Regions from separate parts of the Ovis aries genome. Here region 2 is linked to region 1. A link is a contact called in public Hi-C data. All regions are on one chromosome and are shown on one strand. Each heading gives the region's core, a stretch centred on a gene start, on an enhancer-like site or on the middle of the called end of the contact. The rest is flanking DNA. Distances are from core to core; before and after follow the strand shown.

What was found. Hi-C and Micro-C count contacts between places; a contact is called where the count stands out from the background.
Region 2: a Hi-C map of hypothalamus shows a contact between it and region 1, with 4 times the contacts expected there. The contact joins the promoter of BEND7 here to the promoter of SEPHS1 in region 1. A contact is called at or near these places in 3 of 16 Hi-C or Micro-C datasets (hypothalamus, muscle and skin fibroblasts).

The regions. Positions count from the first base shown.
Region 1 is chr13:27,374,442-27,377,733 of ARS-UI_Ramb_v3.0, reverse strand. It overlaps SEPHS1 (selenophosphate synthetase 1), which reads left to right and starts at 1,609. Exons shown (of 9, transcript XM_027976639.3): 1 at 1,609-1,917.
Region 2 is chr13:27,563,303-27,566,594 of ARS-UI_Ramb_v3.0, reverse strand. BEND7 (BEN domain containing 7) reads left to right here and starts at 1,652. Exons shown (of 9, transcript XM_060397370.1): 1 at 1,652-1,795; 2 at 2,647-2,845. The coding sequence starts at 2,785.

The DNA.
Region 1 (3,292 bases), core at 360-2,859:
ACATTAAATCATCTGAAATTTTTTCCTAGGTCCGAATTCCTGCAGCTTTGGGTCAGATGCGCTTGACTCTACGACTGACTTGCACAACTCCCTCCTCACTGTAACTGTGGCCCTGTTTTCCCTTCTGGCAGAGAGAGGATGTCCTCCCAAATGTGGTACAGCCTTCTTTTACAAGCTAAGCTTGTAAAAACCAAATCTGCCAAACTCTGCTGACTACCGCAAAAACACCAAACTCAGCATGAGACATGACTCTTCAGAGAGGGTCCTATTCACCTCTCTTGAGTGAGCCACCTTACCCTTAATCTCCCAAGATGTTTTTTTTTTTTTTTTCTCAGTTGTGACTTTTTTTTTTGCTAAAAAGTAAACACACAATACCAAAATGCCTCGGACAACTCACCAAATCGATTTTAAAAGGGCGGACATGAGAGGAATTAAGCGATCTTCATCCCCCTTTCCAGATTCTGGACATCTGGAGTGCTGCCTGGGGAGTGCCTGCACGTGGGTTACCCCAGGCGATTCAGAGGCAAATCTAGGTTTGTCAACCAGTAGGTTATGTCACTCTGACAAAACTCCAACACATCACATTAAAGAATCTAGGCTACTTTGTTCTTTCCTAACTTCCCGAAGCGCTACGGAGAAAAGACCGCGAGGAGCCTGCAACAGCCCAATCTCCTAGACTGCGCCCAGATCAAAACCCTGGGGAACTTCCAAGCAGAAATTTTAAGAATGAAATAGGCATCTGCGTAGCCTACAAACCTGACAACAGAACCTACAGTACCTTTTGGTTAAAAAACAAAACAAAACAGAAAAACAGTCCTGCCCCGAAATATATTTGGAAAATGCTGAACCACTCTAGAAAAGATTGGTCAGTTTCCAACTTCTCGGTTTCAAGGGAAGCACGAAAAGGCGTCGTAGGAAAGCATTTTACTTTATTGTCTTCAGCAATGTATTAGAAAGTTAAAAAGCTGAAAAAAGTAATCTCAGAAGCTGAATCTCTCCCTTGGGTGTTCATTCAAACACATGCAGTACTAGGCTGCCATGTTGACTTGGACCTGTGGAGAGCAAACAATGTAACTGAGAAACCTTAAACTCTGACTTCCTACCAAACGCACGAAACGTTCAAGAAACTTCGCAGGACGTGTGCGTGTTCACCAAGGCTCGGGGGATCTCCCGAGCCAGGCTGAACAATGGAAGGGAGAGTCGTTATTAATCAAACGCGCCGTCTGTGTTTCTAAATCTTTCGTCGTGGCAGAGGGGGCATTCCCTCTGCTCTCACCCGATCTTCAAATTGTCTCCGTGCTCATTGTCTGCCGGTAGGAACGACGGCAGCGCTCGGGGAGCAGGTACAGCGTCCCGCAGAACGCAGCACGGTTGAACCTCGCCAGGTTTTGGGAAACATTCCCAGCCCTTCCAGCAGGTCAAGGAAAAGGAGGTGGCCCGGGCGCCAAAGGCTGCTGCCAATGCAACTCGCAACTTTTGAAATCAATCCTTTTTGCATCGTGCAACGGATGCCACCGCTCGTCGGGCTTGCAACCCCCCACCCCTCCCCCGAGACCAATCATTGCCGCGCTCGGGCCTGCACATCGCCCCCGCCCCCTTTCCCGGGCCGCACGCAGCCACCGAGCCTCTCCGGCCGCGGCCCGCCGCCTCTTAAAGGGAGGGAGCCGGCCCTTAAAGGCCCCTCGCGTGCGGCGCACGGCGGAGCGCGGCGGCCCTGGTTCCCGGCAGGGGCCCGCCGAGCCAGGCCGAGCCCCCGCGGCGCCCAGGCGCGGCCCGGGGCCCTCCCGCCCTCCGCGCCGCCGCCGGGAGAAGCCTTTTTATTCAGGCGACGCTTAAGGGAGCCCGGCCGCGCCCGGTGCATTGTGGGAGCGGCGGAGTCCCGTTCGCGGGAGGAGGCGGAGGGCGCAAAGCGAACCGGTAAGCGCCTGGCTCGGGGAGGGGGGGCGAGACACCAGGCTTAAAGGGGAATATTCGTCCGCAGGCCCAAGGCGGCCGTGCGGATCCCCCCGCGGGCCGCCCGGGCGCGCCGGGAGCCGTGCACAACCGGCGCTCTGCAGCGCTGCCTGGAGAGGGGCCGAGCCAGGGCTTGGTGGGGCCGCTTTAAAAAAGAAGCACCGCCCGCGCCGCCGCCGCCGCGGCCGCGGCCGCCGCGCGGGGCCGGGGAAGGAGGGAGGGAGGAGAGGGCGGGGGAGGAGTGGAGGGGGAGGGCGGCGGCGGCGACGCAGGGGTTAATTTTTTCGCCCGCCGACATTTTTTGTGCGGCGGCGGCCCGCGCGCGCGGCGAGAGAGCCAAGCCCGGTCCCCGGGGCGCGGCGCCTTCGGGCCCTCCCCGCCTTCCCCCGGCACCCCCGCCCGCGCGCGCCCTCTCTTCGGCCCCGCGGGCGCCTTCTGATGCCTGGCGCCCCGGCCTGGCCGGCCCGCGAAACCGAAGTCCCATCGCGGCTAGTGGGGCCGTGCGGGCCTCGCGCCCTCCCCGCGGCCTGGGCCGCGCGGTTCCCGCTGCCGCCGGGACAGAGAGCGGGCGGGCGGGCATGGCCCCGTCGGCCGCCCCGCTCCGCCTCCTCCTGGCTGCGCCGCACAAAGAATCCGGGCCCGGGTGGCCTTTAAAGGCGGCAGCCAGGGATTTAAGGTGTCCCCGAGCGCTGCCCTCCGCCGCCCCGACGTGTGCTTCCAGCTGGGCACGCGCCTCTTGCGCCCAAGTCGTCGCGTCCTCCCCGTTGTTTGTTTCCTGGGCTTGGGGACCTTGGGGGAGGTAGGTACCGGGCCTGTGCTGCCCTCTTTCCCGCCCCCACTCACCGCGCTCCCCCGGCTCTGCGGCCCGCTTGGCGCCCTCGTTTGAAAAATTAAAACGTGGCTGGGAAAGAAAGGGTTAACCGTTGCTTTAAATATTCATGTCATTGTTTTAAAGGTGTAAACTGGCGGCTTTGGGGTTCTAGTGGACTGCATATTATGCAACCCACCTCCCCCCCGCCCCGCCCCGCCATTAATTTCACCTTTCTGCAGGCCTCCCCCATCTCCAAAAAAAGTAAGATTTTTTTTTTTTTGGATTGAATACGTCCTTCATTCTATTTGGAATTTTGAAACTCCTGAGTGCCTTCTGGGCTTAAGGTGTTTTCAACTTTTTACTGTTAAAAATCTTGGAAGATTTAAAAGGAAGCTAGTCTCCTGAATTCCAGATTCTCCTCCCCGCCTTTATTTTTGGATAGAGATTGAAGGCAGGAAAATAACTGGATGCCTCGTGAGTTGGATTTTTTCTGCCCCTGGTAGGAGTGAGGCAGTGTTAAGTGCGAGG
Region 2 (3,292 bases), core at 403-2,902, 190 kb before region 1:
GAAAATGCTAAGTTGTTAATATCCCCCTAGGGATCTGCTTCTTGGTATGGTACCTTCAACGATTTTATCATAGCAAACATAATAAAGTCTCATTTTATGCTCCAAGGCATGAACAATCCTGAACGTCCTTCAATCAGTACAGTCCTCAGCCTGTGGCTTCTGGAATAACATTTTTAAAGGCACTAAAAAAAGAAAGAAAGGGTCTCTGCCCAGGGGACAGAATCAGGTGCTTTGTTTCTTTAGAAATCTTCAAAACACCTTCAGGTACATGGTTTTAAAGAAAGAGAGGCAAAACAAAACAAAACAGTAGAAAACCAAATAGAGTAGTTGACCAATCCTTGTTATCACTTTAATCCTTTCTGCTACCTTTTAGAACTCCAAAAAATGTATACAATTTTGTTTGTCCTACACATATCTTCTAGGAAAAAGCCCTGAACTCTGAATATAATCTCCAAGGAGACTGAGCAAAAGATTAAAAACCTCTTATTTAAGGATTCATTTTAGGGAACAGAAGGAACACTCCTCTGTTTGTTTTTTGGGGCCCTGCTGCACTGGCATGCAGGATCATAGTTCCTTGACCAGGGATGGAACCTGAGCCTCCTGCAGTAAGTGCGGAGTCCTAACCACCCGACCACCAGGGAAGTCCCCTGAACTGTCCTTTTTCTCACTTTGAAACCAGCCTCCCCACTTATTACATATATACATACAGCCTAACATAAGACCTCAGAAGGTATACCAGGCTCTGCTTCTGCTGTTTGATGGGTTATCTGGTTCCTTGATTTCCTGGTGTGTATATGCTTACGCAGGTTGCCTCCAACTTACCTCTTTCTCTTAGGTGTTCCTGTTAAATAAGAGAGGATCCTGGGGCTTCCTTGGTATCTCCATGGTAAAGAATCTGCCTGCTAATACAGGAGACACGGGTTCCATCCCTGATACTGGAGGATCCCACATGCTGAGGAACAACTAAGTTTCACAACTACTGAGCCTGTGCTCTAAAACCTGGGAACTGAAACTATGGAGCCCTTGAGCTGGTGCTCCAGATCAAGAGAAGCCATTGCAAAGGGAAGCTTGAGCACCAAAACTAGAAAAAAACCTGCCCAGCAAGGAAGACCCAGTACTGCCAAAAATAAATAATACACAAAATTATAAAAAAAGAAAAAGAGTGAGTCCTGAGCAGCTGCCTCCTCATTTGCGTGAGACTGGCAGTGTTACCACATTTATCAACATATTCTCCCCCTTTATTTCCTCTCCACTCTTTTGAGGTCACTTGAACTAGTCACACTGCTGGTTCCGACGTCCATCTCTTTACTCTCTTTGTATTTGCGTCTAGAGATGACCAGTTTGGTGGCGGTACTTTTCAAGCTTATCCGATCACATTTCTGACCTGCCAGTCCCCGCTGGTATAGAATTCTCTTCCATCCCCACAATAAAGTTGTTTTGAAAAAGCAATGGGGTACTCTTAGCTCCCTAGAAAAGGATACAGTATAAAACTAACACAAGCTTTCCATTCCTGCGGATTATTCTGGCTTTAGCACACCCAATGGCAGAGCCCTCTGCACCTGCCTTGGCCATGTCTTCTCTAAGAGTCAGAAGAGAGGTGGGGCACCCACTGACGTCGCATTGCTCACCCTATCCACCCTCTCCAAGCCCCACATTCGAAGTTCTCTCCCTGAACTTAACTCCCAATCTTCCTACATCCCTCCTCGCATTGGAGTAAAGAACTGAAGCTCACTCTTTTCCATACTCGTCTGATCAGTAAATTCTAAAATCTCTTTTCCTTGCAGAGCTCAGATGGGTAAGTTTTTGGGTTTTGGTTGATTTTTCTTCCCCCCTAAAACTTGCCTGAAACCAGTGTCTGGCCCTCCGACACCCTGAATCTCATGGCGAGAGGAGTGGGCTGGCCAGAAGGGTCGCCGACACCCAGAGCCGTTGAGAACCAGATCGGCCCCGGGAAGATGCAGGCGAGCTCGGAGCCGGGAGCCAGGCTCCCCCGGGCAGCCGCAGCCCGACTCGCCGGCCCCCGAGGCACCGGCGTCGGGATCCCAGCGCCTGGCAGGGACGGCGGTCCCCGGGGGCGGGTGGGCCGGCCGGGCCGAGGGCGCAGCGCCGCGGCCTCTGGCTCCTCCTCCGGGCGCCGCGCGGCCAGGCCGGTGGGTGGCGGCTGCCCGGGCCCCGGGGGATGGCGGCGGCCGCGCTCCGCCAGCAGGTGGCCCCGGGGTCCCGGCGGCGCCGCCTCCTCCCGGCGCCCCTCCTCCCGCGGGGGCGGTCAGCGCCCCGACCCGGCTCGCACCCTGCCGCCGCCGCCGCCGCCGCCCTCGGCCCGCCCGCCGCGTCCCCGGGGCCGCGCTCGCCGCCGCCGCCGCGTCCGGAGCTGTACCCAGGCCGGCCCGCGGCGAGCGCCCAGGGCGCCGGCAGCCCCGGCCCGCCCTCCCCGCCCCCAACTCGCTCCCCAACGGAAAGTTCGGCTCCGGCGGCGTCTAGCCCGGCAGCCGGGGATGAGCCGGGGTCGGGGGGCGAGCTGAGCGGCGGCCAGGAGGGGGCAACTTCGCCCGGGAGAGCGCCTCCTGCCCGGCCCCGCCGGCCGCAGCCCCCGGGCGGGCTCGAGTGGTTTTTCCCTTGCTTGTGCCTCCCCCCTGCGGATCCAAGAGACGGACCTTGGTCCCCGCGCTCCCGCTGCCGGGTGACAAGAGCCAGCGCCGCCGCCGCCGCCTCGGCCGCCGCTCTCTCTGTCCCTCCGCCTGGCCGCCCCCGGCCGCAGCCCCTGCCCTGCCCGCCCGCCGCACCATGGAGTTCTCGGAGAGGAAGCGGAGCAGGAAATCCCAGAGCTTCAAACTGGTGAACCGAGGTAAGCGGGGCCGGGCCGGGCCGGGCGGGGGGCGTGCGGGCGGCCGAGGGAGGACTTGGCTGCCGCGTAAACAGCCCCCGGCCCGCGCTGCGGCCAACTCCGAGGGCCGGGGCTCCTGGTACACCCCCCCCAACCCCCCCGGGTCCCCTCCCCGAGTCGGGCTTCGGCCGCACACACACCGGGCGGCGAGGAAAGTTGTGCGGCTGGGGGTGAGGGGGGAGGCAGGATGTGATTCCGCGTAAACAAGTCGGAGGGCACATCAGGAAATTAGCAAACAATGACACTTGGGGAGCGGGGAGCCTTCTTTGGTATTCCTCTCCTGTGGCTTGGCGGCCGGGTGGGGGAGGACGCGTCTCCATGAGGCCGTGCGGACACCCACCCGGACCAATGGTCGTGGTGGTTTGGGGTTGGTTTGCTTTTTCCGCCCCCCTCCTACAAAAAGAAGGA